Linked DNA regions of Mus musculus: regions 1, 2 and 4 are each linked to region 3. Evidence: chromatin contacts called from public Hi-C and HiChIP or PLAC-seq data. All regions are on one chromosome and are shown on one strand. Each heading gives the region's core, a stretch centred on a gene start, on an enhancer-like site or on the middle of the called end of the contact. The rest is flanking DNA. Distances are from core to core; before and after follow the strand shown. Region 1 overlaps Pdss2 (prenyl (solanesyl) diphosphate synthase, subunit 2). Region 2 overlaps Pdss2 (prenyl (solanesyl) diphosphate synthase, subunit 2). Region 3 overlaps Sobp (sine oculis binding protein). Region 4 overlaps Pdss2 (prenyl (solanesyl) diphosphate synthase, subunit 2).

Region 1 (2,949 bases), core at 339-2,838, 420 kb before region 3:
ACCATAGTTACTAATTAAGCCATGCTCACTGAGAAGACTCGCTTCAAACAGACAAGTGCAATGCTCTATGGGCAATCTATAGATTGTGGTAGTGTGACCCAGTCACTTATCTTGGAGTCCACTCATAACAGCTTAACCTCTGTGGGCTTACACGTCCTCCTCACTGCAGGCCACAGGAGGGCCTGCTTCAAACTTTTGGGAGGAGGAATTCAACTAAGATGACTTCCCTAGTGTTTGAGCAGAGTAGGTAATACAATCTGCTTCCCGTGTTTTCTGTCTCCAGATAGGGCTGTAATTACACACAGGAGGAGGAAAGGCAGTCGAGACCAGTTATGTAAACTCAGCCTTCTTGTCAACGGGATTCTCCGATTGCATTTGTGCAAACCACGGCAACCGTCTGCCAACCGCATGGAGCCAGAATCCGATTGCAGGCCTATGTGAGCGCTTGTATTCTTTCTGGAACTCAGTGTCTGTGTCTCAATATCAAAAGTTGACATTCTGAGGTTAAAACAAAACTCTCACCAACCAAGGCCCAGTACTACAGTTACACTGCTGAAAGCTGGGGACACCAGAGGGAGTCCCCCAGACAAAGTGTCATAAATGGATACGTGGCTTTTGAAATATAGAAACTGGCCTTTGAATTGTATCTTTTTTGTTTGTTTTCCAGACAGGGTTTCTCTGTGTAGCTCTGGCTGTCCTGGAACTCACTCTGTAGACCAGGATGGCCTCGAACGCAGAGATCAGCCTGCCTCTGCCTCCCGAGTGCTGAGATTAAAGGTGTGTGCCACCATGCCAAGCTTGAAATGTGTCCTAAATTTGATCTTTAAGAAAGAAAGGCAGACACTTTCTTATACAATTGAGTCAACACTTGGTAACATTTTAATATTCAATTTCAAGTATTTGGCAGCTTAACATCTCCTTCACTTCTCCCAAATCTGATAAGAACTAGGATGCCCAAGCCTCTCACACTATATGCACATGATTTCAAGACAGCAGGCAACACAGACTTTTGCTTAATGCGTTGAGGTCTTCTCCACTACGACAGACTGGTCATTGGTGTTGATGTGTCCCCCAGAGCTGGCATCCAGTGCTTCGCTCGACACCTGCAGCTTCCAGCTTGCTCTGTCCTCTGTGGAAGGAAAACCACAGCCACCGCCCTGGCGCCATCCCGGGCTTGGTCCAATCAATAAGGACTTATTTCCTGTCCATTTGCTGAGGTCACGGGAGCGAGTCTCATTAATTATTTCTGTTGCTGAAGCCTCAAGTGTGCTCTGGCGTGACAAGTGAAAACCGCGTGACCTTTTTCCTTCTCGTTTTGTTTGTAGTGGTTCCAAAGGATAGATTCATTAAGCAGTCAGATAAAGGACAGAAAAAAAAAATACATATATTTCTAAAGTCATTAAACACGTTACTTATTTCATCACCAAAAGCTCTCCTGTCCGCCTCATTCTCTGGGTTTTTCAGCTAAGGAACAATAGTGTCTTTTTAATTTGGTGTCAAGAAAATCTGGTCACAGCAAACACAATGTTTTCTAAAGCCGATCTGGCCTCTGAGGGAGGGAAGCTCTCCAGGGCCTCTAGTGCCTTGTTTCCATGGTAACGACACAGGTCAATAGCTGAAGTCACACCTTTGCCAGCTTTGATTGTTTCTCGCAACTGTTAGGAAATAAATGCACAATAAGTCAGGTTTTGGTTGTACAGTGAGGACCACAATTTAACTGGGGGTGGGAGTGAGGGACAGGAAACACGTAAATCCAGTATTTCTGCTCTCTCGTCTGGAGAAAGAGGACAGGTTTCCAGGTGCTCTCCAGACACCATCACCTCCCTAAGGCTACGGGAGCCTCGCTCCAGAGCAGCACAATGGCTCCAATCAGCCCAATTACAGCTCCTCTCACAGCCACCCCTTGATCTGCACAGAGTCCCATGCTGGGAAGGCAGTAATGAAGGCCAAGCTGTGGTATCTCTGGCATTTGGAATTCAACAGCGAATTCAACAGCCTCTATTTTATGTGTGTGTGTGTGTGGGAGGGGGTGGGGGGTGGGGAGGGAGGAGGAGCCTCCATTAACATCTTCAAACTTAAAAAAAAAACAATTCAAACACCTTATGTTGATACAATAATCAAAATTCAAGAAAAACACATATTATTAAATCTGAGTATGACTTATTTAAAAACAAAAATATTTTCCTCGGGAAAATGGAACAAAGCATTTTTGCTAATGTAGTGGTTCTCACCAGCCAGCAAATTGACTTCCGGTCTCTCTCTGTGACCAAAGAAAGAACCAAAGGGTCTGACGGGCAATGCTCACCTTTAATTCCAACACTTGGAAGGCAGAGGCAGGTGGATTTCTGTGAGTTAGAGGTCAGCCAGGACTACATGGCCAGACTCTATTTCAAAAAACAAACCAACAAACAGAAAAACAAAGAGGGGGCTGCAGATTTGCCTTGGCCTGCACTCTCCTCCATCTCTGGCGGCTCCCCAAAGCTTCCACAGGCAGCTAGCTGCACGCATATGCGCCAGGCCATACAAGTGACTAGCAATAACATCTTAAAAACACTAAACAAAATCATTATAGTTGTAGTTGGAAAAGGCTTCATCTTTTGAACTTAAATGACCTTGTCCTGTTCAATAGTCTCAGTGAGGGTCTCCCTCACTCCCTCACCTAGGCACCAGGCAGTCCCTGGCTAGCTCACCTGAGGCCAACTCCTCTGACTCTTAGAGACTGGGTGGGGCCAGGTAGTAAGACCCAGTCTATGAGTCATGGAAGATGCATGCTATGGACGGGATGCAGCACGGAACTGTCCGTGGGAATCCCTCTAGGGCTTTCCCTCTGGCGCTGGGGTAGCCCCACAGCAGAGATATTCTACTGCCTGGATACCTGAGTCACAGCAGGGAGCATTACAGCCTTCCTGTGAACGTTTCCTTTTCGTTTTCTGAGACAGGGTTTCTCTG
Region 2 (2,700 bases), core at 30-2,529, 400 kb before region 3:
TAGTGACTGGGACTACAGGCCTAAAGAATTCATCTTTCTTCACCCCGTGAGCCATTCTGTGTTTTGGGTGACCTTCCTAAGAGGACATCATGGGGCTCTCAAGTCATGAATCACTCTGTGCCTGGCACCAGTGGTACCCACCTTTAATTTCAGCACTTGGGAGGCAGAGGCAGGTGAATATCTGTGAGTTTGAGGCCAGCCTGGTCTACAGAGTGAGTCCAGGACAGCAAGGGCTACATAGTGAGCCCTCCACATCCCCACAAATACGTTCTGCTCTTCTAAAGGATTCCAGTTCAGTTCCAACACACACACTGGGTGGTCCTCAACCTCCTGTAATTCCAGTTCCCCAATATCTAATTCCCTAAGCACCCATGTGGTATATACATACATGCAGGTAAAATATGCATGCATATAAAATAATAAAATAAATAAATCTTAAAACCCAGGGTCAGTGAGCTGGCTCAGTGGGTAAAGGGCCATCTCGACAACCTGAATTCAATCCCAGACCCTACCATGGAAGGAGAAAATTTATTCTTCAGAGCTTCATGTAGGTGTGCATCATGCACGCACCTGCACTCTCACACAAACCTCACACAGGCAAATAATAATAACAGGAATAAATGCCTTTAAAAACTGGAAAGCAAAACAGAACAAGCCACACTTCTATTTGGAGTCACGGGCCAAATGATAAGAAATGCATAGTTAATAAAGTAGAGGCGAGGGCAGAAGGAGCACGGCAACTCTGTGTCTAAATCAGCATGCGTGTCACAGGCCACTCACAGCACTCTCAGGCTCCTGGGAAAGAGCAAACACGAGGCAGACCGCACAGTGCCTCCGAGTCTGCTTCTGATCAAGTGAGTTTTGCCAGTGCCTGTGTAGCTGGAGCAGTGATTCGGGAACTAGTCTGTGTCTCTGTGATGGAGATATTTAAACAAGCCATCTTGAAAATGTTAAAAAATTAAAATTGTAGAAAGTCGAACCATAGGTGCCATGTTTTGCCTGAAGTGGTAAAAATACCATCTGCCTTGGTCCTTTAGCAGCAGCTGATTTCAAGGAGCAGTAGGCTCAACGGCAGGCATACGCTCAGCTCCAGATGGGGAAAATACACAGACGTTTGGAGATGTTTTTCTAAGCGAGAGCAGTCAACATATTCGTCTTCTCTTGGACATGTACATTAGTTGCCATAGCAAACCCAGCGCGTGGTCTGAGAGGCTTCTGCACCCGTCCTGCACACCCAGGAACTGCTGCAGTTCACTAGGTGGCGGCCTCCCCTAGCAACGGGCAGAGTAGCAGTACCTGATGCTGGGTTGGCGGCTGAGGAACAGAGCAGTCTGAGAGCCACACGCACAGAACCAGCATGGTCACCGACTGTCCCACAACACTGCACAATGCCAAGACTCAGCACTTGGTAAGAACGTGCATCTTACGAGCCCTGTTCTGTCTTAACTACGCATGTAGGAGAGATGGTCTTGGCGTTTCCATCTGACACTCTAGAATTGCCACCTTGCCTGCTACTTTAAGAGGAAGGAAAAGATTTAATGACTAGAAACTTGTTGAGTGTTTTAATACCTTAAGAAGAAAGACACCAGAGCACTATAAAGCATTCATATCCAGGAGTCGCTGCCACCAGAACTCAGTTAAGAAGTAATTCAAGGGGCCCGGAGAGATGGCTCAACGGTTAAGAGCAAGGACTGCTTTTTCAGAGGTTCTGAGTTCAATTCCCAGCAACCACATGGCAACTCACAACCATCCGTAGTGAGATCTGATGCCCTCTTCTGGTGTGTCTGAAGACTAGCTAGAGGGTACTCACATAAATAAAGTAAATAAATGATTAAAAAAAAAAAGAAGTAATTCAAAGGCAGGTGTGACGGCCATGCCTGTAAGCCTGGCACTCAGGAGGCTGAGGCAGGAAGATGGAAGAATTTTTGGGAAGAAATTATGGGTTACATAGTGAAATCCTGTTATAAAACCAAATACAAAAAAAAAAAAAAAAAGCAAAAAACCAAAACAAATACATACCAAAAGAAAAAGAAAAAGAAGCTTACTATTTCACTCAGTGACTGTGAGGGATATACTGGAACTCGAGCTGAGACTGATTTAAAAATGAGCATTTCTTCCAGCCCTCTGTAACATCTTCCTCTTCTTAGATACAATCTGAGTGAAGGATTTAAAGCTACACGAACAACTGAAATTATTCTCTATGGTTCTCTGAAACTGCTTTTTTTTTTTTTTTTTTTGGTAAAATTAGGATCTTGGGAAAGAAAATTTCAGAAAGAAATAAATTCCACAACAGTCTCCTGAAATGGCTGCTGAGTTCTTCAAATACTGTCCTATAGATAATCCGATCAGAAGAACTCCAAGCTAATGCTGCCTGCATTAGCCAAGTGAGCACCAATCATTAGCAATGAGATCATACAGAGAACAGTGACGTGGAGACAGAAGTCCCCATGTTTGTGTTCCCCAGCTCCACAGTGCTCCTTACACATCAGAATACCACAGGCTGCACCTGCGAATGTCCCTACAGAAGGACACGGTCCCTCACGATACCTGGGCTTATGTCTGTGTGAGGGTGACAAGATCTGGTTAGTTACTGAAATCTATCCAGACCAACTGTGCTTTGCCTTTAATTGTCAGAATAGCACTAGGAACTCGGAGGTTGAGGGGACATTCTCTCTATTGAGAAACAGAGACTGGGCAACT
Region 3 (2,948 bases), core at 360-2,859:
AAAGCAAATTCTTTATTTCATAAATCTTTCAGAAATGTACCCTGTAAAGGGTACCCTTCAACTTATTTGGGAAATGATGATAGAGTTTAATAGAGCCTTTATGTGAAACATGAAACGCCATGTACCCAAGAAAGTTGCTTATCTTACCTGTTGTGGTTTCTATTGCTGTGTTGTAGGTGTGTGACTGGTGTAAACACATAAGGCACACAAAAGAATACCTGGATTTTGGGGACGGGGAGAGAAGGCTTCAGTTCTGCAGTGCAAAATGTCTCAATCAATACAAAATGGACATTTTCTACAAAGAGACACAGGCCAATCTTCCAGCCGGGCTGTGCAGCACACTCCACCCTCACATGGAAAGTAAAGCAGAAGGCACCGGGGTGCAGCTGCTCACGCCAGACTCTTGGAATATCCCGCTAACAGATGCTCGGAGGAAAGCCCCTTCCCCCGTGACTGCAGCTGGCCAAAGCCAGGGCCCCGGCCCATCCTCGTCCACCACCGTTTCTCCATCTGACACTGCCAACTGCTCTGTCACTAAAATCCCCACGCCAGTGCCCAAGTCCCTCCCCATCAGCGAGACTCCGAGCATCCCTCCCGTCTCGGTCCAGCCACCTGCTAGCATCGGACCTCCACTGGGTGTCCCGCCTCGCAGCCCTCCCATGGTGATGACCAACCGCGGCCCAGTGCCCCTGCCCATCTTCATGGAGCAGCAAATTATCCAGCAGATCCGCCCGCCCTTCATCCGCGGACCACCGCACCACGCCTCCAACCCCAATAGTCCCTTGTCCAACCCCATGCTCCCGGGCATTGGGGCCCCGCCCGGAGGCCCCAGGAACCTAGGCCCCACTTCCAGCCCCATGCACCGGCCCATGCTATCGCCCCACATCCACCCCCCAAGTACCCCTACCATGCCTGGGAACCCCCCAGGGCTGCTGCCCCCGCCGCCCCCGGGCGCGCCCTTGCCCAGCCTTCCCTTCCCTCCGGTTAGCATGATGCCAAACGGCCCGATGCCGGTTCCCCAGATGATGAACTTCGGGCTGCCTTCGCTGGCCCCGCTGGTGCCGCCCCCCACGCTGCTCGTGCCGTACCCAGTGATAGTGCCCCTGCCGGTGCCCATCCCTATCCCTATCCCCATTCCCCATGTGAACGATTCCAAGCCCCCCAACGGATTTTCCAGCAACGGGGAGAGCTTCGTTCCGAGCGCTCCGGGCGACTCATCGGCGGCGGGAGGCAAGGCTGGTGGACGCTCCCTGTCCCCGCGGGACTCCAAGCAGGGCTCTTCCAAGTCAGCCGACTCGCCACCCGGAAGCTCCGGCCAGGCTCTGAGCCTGGCGCCCGCGGAGCGCGGTCGTGGGGAGGTGGTGGACCTGACCCGGCGCGCAGGCAGCCCCGCGGGTGCGGGAGGCCAGCCGGGCTTCGCGGGCGTGTTGCACGGCCCGCAGGACGGCGTCATCGACCTGACCGTGGGCCACCGAGCCCGGCTGCACAACGTGATACACCGTGCGCTGCACGCTCACGTCAAGGCGGAGCGCGAGCCGGGAGCCGCGGAGCGCAGGACCTGCGGCGGCTGCAGGGACGGCCACTGCAGCCCGCCCGCCGCCGGCGACCCCGGCCCGGGCGCCCCCGCGGGCCCCGAGGCCGCTGCCGCCTGCAACGTCATCGTGAACGGCACCCGCAGCGCCCCGGCCGAGGCCAAGGGCGCGGAGCCCCCGCCGGAGCAGCCGCCGCCCCCAGCCCCTCCCAAAAAGCTACTGTCGTCCGAGGAGCCTGTGGTGAACGAGCTGGAGTCGGTCAAGGAGAACAACTGCGCTTCCAACTGCCACCTGGACGGGGAAGCGACCAAAAAACTGATGGGGGAGGAAGCCCTGGCGGGGGGCGACAAGTCGGACCCGAACCTCAATAACCCCGCGGACGAGGACCACGCCTATGCTCTGCGGATGCTGCCCAAGACCGGCTGCGTGATCCAGCCTGTGCCAAAACCCGCGGAGAAGGCTGCCATGACGCCGTGCGTCATCTCCTCGCCCATGCTCAGCGCTGGCCCTGAGGACCTGGAGCCTCCGCTCAAAAGGAGGTGCCTCCGAATTAGAAACCAGAATAAGTAAAAAAATAAAAGGTTTGTATGTCCACCTGGGCGTTCCTCCAAGAGACAGCGCCCCTCACCTTGCTTGTTAGAGGCGGAGGTGAGATGCAGCCATCGTGTCACTTACCGCTTTCTCTGAGCACTCTGGGTGGCCAGGTACCATCAACGTTTTGATCCAATACCTATGACAGCTGGCAATGCTATTTAGTACACCATTAGCAGTTTACAGCCGAGAGACAGTTAAGAGCCAAGATCACTCAAGCCCTTGAACCTGAGTTGAAAGCACACTCTGTTTTGTGACACACTATTTTCTTCTTTTCGGGTTCATACCTAATTTATCCAACTGGAAAAGGAGGCATGGGAGGGACGATTACTTGAGGAATCTTACTGTTCAGTTAGGAGGTTGCAGAGCAGTATTGAAATGTCTGGGTAACCCATCAGTGGGCGAGCACCTAGAGCTGGTAGTCCATTTGGCAGATGACTCTTACTCTAGCTTCTCAAGATAACCATATCTGTGGGCTAAAATGAAAAACTAGCCTTACGGCCAACCTACCACGCCCCCCTTTCGGGTACTCAGTGGCTGAGCTGGTGAGTCTCACTTCTACGTGTAGACCTTAATGAAGTGGCAGGCATGTCTCTGTACCCTATGACTGCTGTACCCTACTTAATATCCAGTGAGCCAACAGTTCTGTGAGATGGCGGGGACCACACATGAACCACTGTAGCGACTCTTGCCAATCCTAGTGGAGTAGGCGTCCGGTAGCATACTACCAAGAAGGAAGCTGTGACTTGGAAATATTTGCTCAGTCAGAGCTTGTCGGTGGCGGACCCGGTGTTGACTTCAGGCCTGTCCATTCAATCGCAGAGG
Region 4 (2,895 bases), core at 279-2,778, 260 kb before region 3:
TGTATGGGGTGGACCTGCATGTATGTGTCCATGTGTATGGGGTGGACCTGCATGTATGTGTCCATGTGTATGGGGTGGACCTGCATGCATGTGTCCATGTGTATGGGGTGGACCTGCATGTATGTGTCCATGTGTATGGGGTGGACCTGTATGTATGTGTCCATGTGTATGGGGTGGACTTGCATGTATGTGTCCATGTGTATAGGGTGGACCTGCATGCATGTGTCCATGTGTATGGAGGCCAGAGGAAATGTTGAGTGTCATCCTCAAGAACGGCTGCCTCTGCTGAGAAACAGTTTCTCATTGGTCTGAAGATCACCAATTACATCTCAGGGATTTCCTGAGAGCGCCAGCGACCCATTCTGTCCGTCTCCCCAGTGCTAAAATCACAACTATGTGGCCCCAGACAACACGTTTGTGTGGGTTTTGGGGATTGAACTCAGTGTCTGCAAGGCAAATCTTTGCTGACTGACCTCTCTCTCCTAACCACACAAACAGTTCTTAACAGCCTCAGTTTTAAATGTCTCAACAGCTCTGCTTAAAGCTATGAGCTCCCTGCTGTAGTCTTCCCACATTACCTAAAATGGCAGCCGAGACTCTGTTAGCTAGTGTGATTCTGCACCTTTTTTTTTTTTTTTTTTTTTTTTTTTTTTTTGGTTTTTCGAGACAGGGTTTCTCTGTGTAGCCCTGGCTGTCCTGGAACTCACTTTGTAGACCAGGCTGGCCTGGAACTCAGAAATCTGCCTGCCTCTGCCTCCCGAGTGCTGGGATTAAAGGCGTGTGCCACCATGCCCGGCTCCAAGCACCTTTGTGCCCCAGCTACTATGTTATTATACGTGCTACATCTTCAGACTCCTTTTCATTGTTTTTCCTTACAAGGGTTTCTGAAAAAGCCATTTATGGTATATATAAAAAAAGGAGTTGTACCTCTAAGTAGGATAGCATTTACGTTTTCTCCCCAGTTTTTGAAAACACCCCAAATTCTCAAAGTAAGAGCCTACAACCTAATCAATGAGATCCTGAGGTAAAATAACAGTTTTGGCATAAATTTTACAGAAATATTACTTTCAGGAGAACGACAACAAAAAATCCCACTGGACATTTTAATATTTTAATACTTTTTCTTTTTTTTCCCCCTTTTTTGGGAAAAGCTTATGACTTTAAAAGATTGGAGATTTTAAGCAAACACTCTGTGGTTTGGGAAATGCAGTTTCCATGGTAACCAACATGGTCTTCTTTATATAGCATTATAAACAGATGGTAAAGAGTGGTCATGTTTGTTTCTTTGCCAGTGTATCAATAAAACTGCTGTAATTCTGTATTGAATACACTTAAACTATTTAACAAATTCAACACACTAACCACAAGATGTAGTAATTCAAACGAATATAATTAACTAGTATCTGGGGTTTTTCCCTTTTAATAAACACATGAAAATCTTGAACAGTGAATCCACTGTATTCCACACAGGCCACAGTCTTCCTTGGCAGGATGCTGTACAAATGTTTTCCCAGCACTTGCCATGCAGGGCAGATAACCACAAATGTGAATCTGATGAGAAGCAAGAATGGATTGAAACAAGAGTAGTGCATGTCTGTAACGATGCTCCTCTGCCACGGCGTCTCAGAGAACAAACAAGGAAGTAATGCAGTTCCCTTAACCACACCCCAGAAAGGTGTAAAGCAATATTGTTATTTAGAATCAATCTCCAGTCCATGGACACAGTAATGGCTTTCAGGAACACAGGTGCTGTTCCACTGTGGTAACTTGCTAGCAAACTAAAGACAGCCAAGAAATTATGAATGTGATTAGTCTGCCAATAAAGGTGGAGTAGCCATTCCAGTGTGCATTAGCAACTCAGTAGGAGTAAGTATCCTGAACCTACAGAGGTCAATCCAATGGGTTCAGAAACCTTCTTACTACGATCATCCTATAGGTATTGCCATGCATTTTCCAAGCTGGATTGAAGAATGTTTACATTAAGAACAGCTGGAACAATACTGCTAGTTTTAATTATATAAAATGATCATTCGTATCACACTTACAAAGGAGTATTTGGTAAATGGTATTTGTTCTCAATTTGTACCCTATAAATTCCTAAATTCATGTCTGCCCCTAAGTTTGCCTGTTGTTTTCATTTATAAATTCTTTCTGTTTCTCTTACACTATAATTAGTTTATTAGAAGTGAGATATTTCACTGTACAGGACAAGTCATGGCGGGGGTAGGAAAGGGGATGCACATTTACCAAAGGGGTGAAACTGGGCAGTGTAAGATGATACTATGATCCAATGGGAAAACAAGATCTCTCCTTTAAAAAGGAGTAGAGAGTCGGCACTGGGGTGAAAGTGGGGGGGGGGGTAAAGTTCCACAAATATGATTCTAATATACAGTCAGTTTTAAAGAGACTGTGATTCGCCTCCCTTTACCCCAATGAGGAATTAATGTCACAGCAGCACCTACAGGACATGCACCTTGGTGTTCCTGCTTTCATTCCAGAAGGCACCCAACTAAAGCAAAGAAAGACTGTGTGGCTGTGCTCACTCTCCCGTCATAGAAACGTCTTCATTAGGGGAGTTCAACAAAGTGTAAAACTAAGGTATGAAGACCTTTTCCCATGAATTATTCCAAACAGCATTGTCTACCTGTCAGAATATCATTAGTAAGAACTTAAAATAAGTTCCTCCACGGTGAACAAAACAAATGCCTTCTGTGTTTCCAGTGCACTTAGCAGAGATTCCGTTCTGAAGAACTCTGAAACAGTCAGCAGTGTGACTTACCATTTGTCTCACAGGGGGACCTGCATAATTCAGGTGTTGGAAGTATGAACTGAGGTGCACTGTCCCTCCTATCCCAGCCCAGCCCCCAAGTCACATCTGTGATGCTGAAGTCCATA

What was found. A called contact is a pair of places that touch in the nucleus more often than the background predicts. HiChIP or PLAC-seq counts read pairs in DNA pulled down with a chosen protein or histone mark.
Region 1: an H3K4me3 HiChIP or PLAC-seq map of embryonic basal ganglia shows a contact between it and region 3, with 4 times the contacts expected there. The contact joins two enhancer-like sites. A contact is called at or near these places in 2 of 484 Hi-C or Micro-C datasets (embryonic stem cells and nephron progenitors) and 6 of 115 datasets of contacts at active chromatin or transcription factors (acute myeloid leukemia, embryonic basal ganglia, embryonic forebrain and 3 more).
Region 2: an H3K4me3 HiChIP or PLAC-seq map of embryonic hindbrain shows a contact between it and region 3, with 4 times the contacts expected there. The contact joins two enhancer-like sites. A contact is called at or near these places in 1 of 15 datasets of contacts at CTCF or cohesin (the NIH/3T3 cell line) and 3 of 115 datasets of contacts at active chromatin or transcription factors (acute myeloid leukemia, embryonic hindbrain and neural tube).
Region 4: a contact with region 3 is called in a Hi-C map of cerebral cortex, with 2.1 times the contacts expected there. The contact joins two enhancer-like sites. A contact is called at or near these places in 3 of 484 Hi-C or Micro-C datasets (cerebral cortex, cortical neurons and nephron progenitors).

The regions. Positions count from the first base shown.
Region 1 is chr10:43,438,505-43,441,453 of GRCm38.p6, reverse strand. It overlaps Pdss2 (prenyl (solanesyl) diphosphate synthase, subunit 2), which reads right to left. Exons shown (of 8, transcript NM_027772.2): 8 at 1,206-1,655. The coding sequence ends at 1,497. Among named protein-coding and RNA genes, the nearest start is that of Bend3, 39 kb to the left of the region's middle. Within about 2 kb of position 1,588, at least 95 of the 459 cell types and tissues checked have an H3K27ac peak or open chromatin away from gene starts, as enhancers often do.
Region 2 is chr10:43,419,365-43,422,064 of GRCm38.p6, reverse strand. All of the region lies in intron 7 of Pdss2 (prenyl (solanesyl) diphosphate synthase, subunit 2), which reads right to left. Among named protein-coding and RNA genes, the nearest start is that of Bend3, 58 kb to the left of the region's middle. Within about 2 kb of position 1,279, at least 20 of the 459 cell types and tissues checked have an H3K27ac peak or open chromatin away from gene starts, as enhancers often do.
Region 3 is chr10:43,020,147-43,023,094 of GRCm38.p6, reverse strand. It overlaps Sobp (sine oculis binding protein), which reads left to right. Exons shown (of 7, transcript NM_175407.3): 6 at 177-2,113. The coding sequence ends at 2,102. Among named protein-coding and RNA genes, the nearest start is that of Gm47815, 13 kb to the left of the region's middle. Within about 2 kb of position 1,609, at least 71 of the 459 cell types and tissues checked have an H3K27ac peak or open chromatin away from gene starts, as enhancers often do. A contact at or near this core is called in cerebral cortex and cortical neurons, where this site is marked.
Region 4 is chr10:43,278,429-43,281,323 of GRCm38.p6, reverse strand. All of the region lies in intron 1 of Pdss2 (prenyl (solanesyl) diphosphate synthase, subunit 2), which reads right to left. Among named protein-coding and RNA genes, the nearest start is that of Pdss2, 58 kb to the right of the region's middle. Within about 2 kb of position 1,528, at least 37 of the 459 cell types and tissues checked have an H3K27ac peak or open chromatin away from gene starts, as enhancers often do. A contact at or near this core is called in cerebral cortex and cortical neurons, where this site is marked.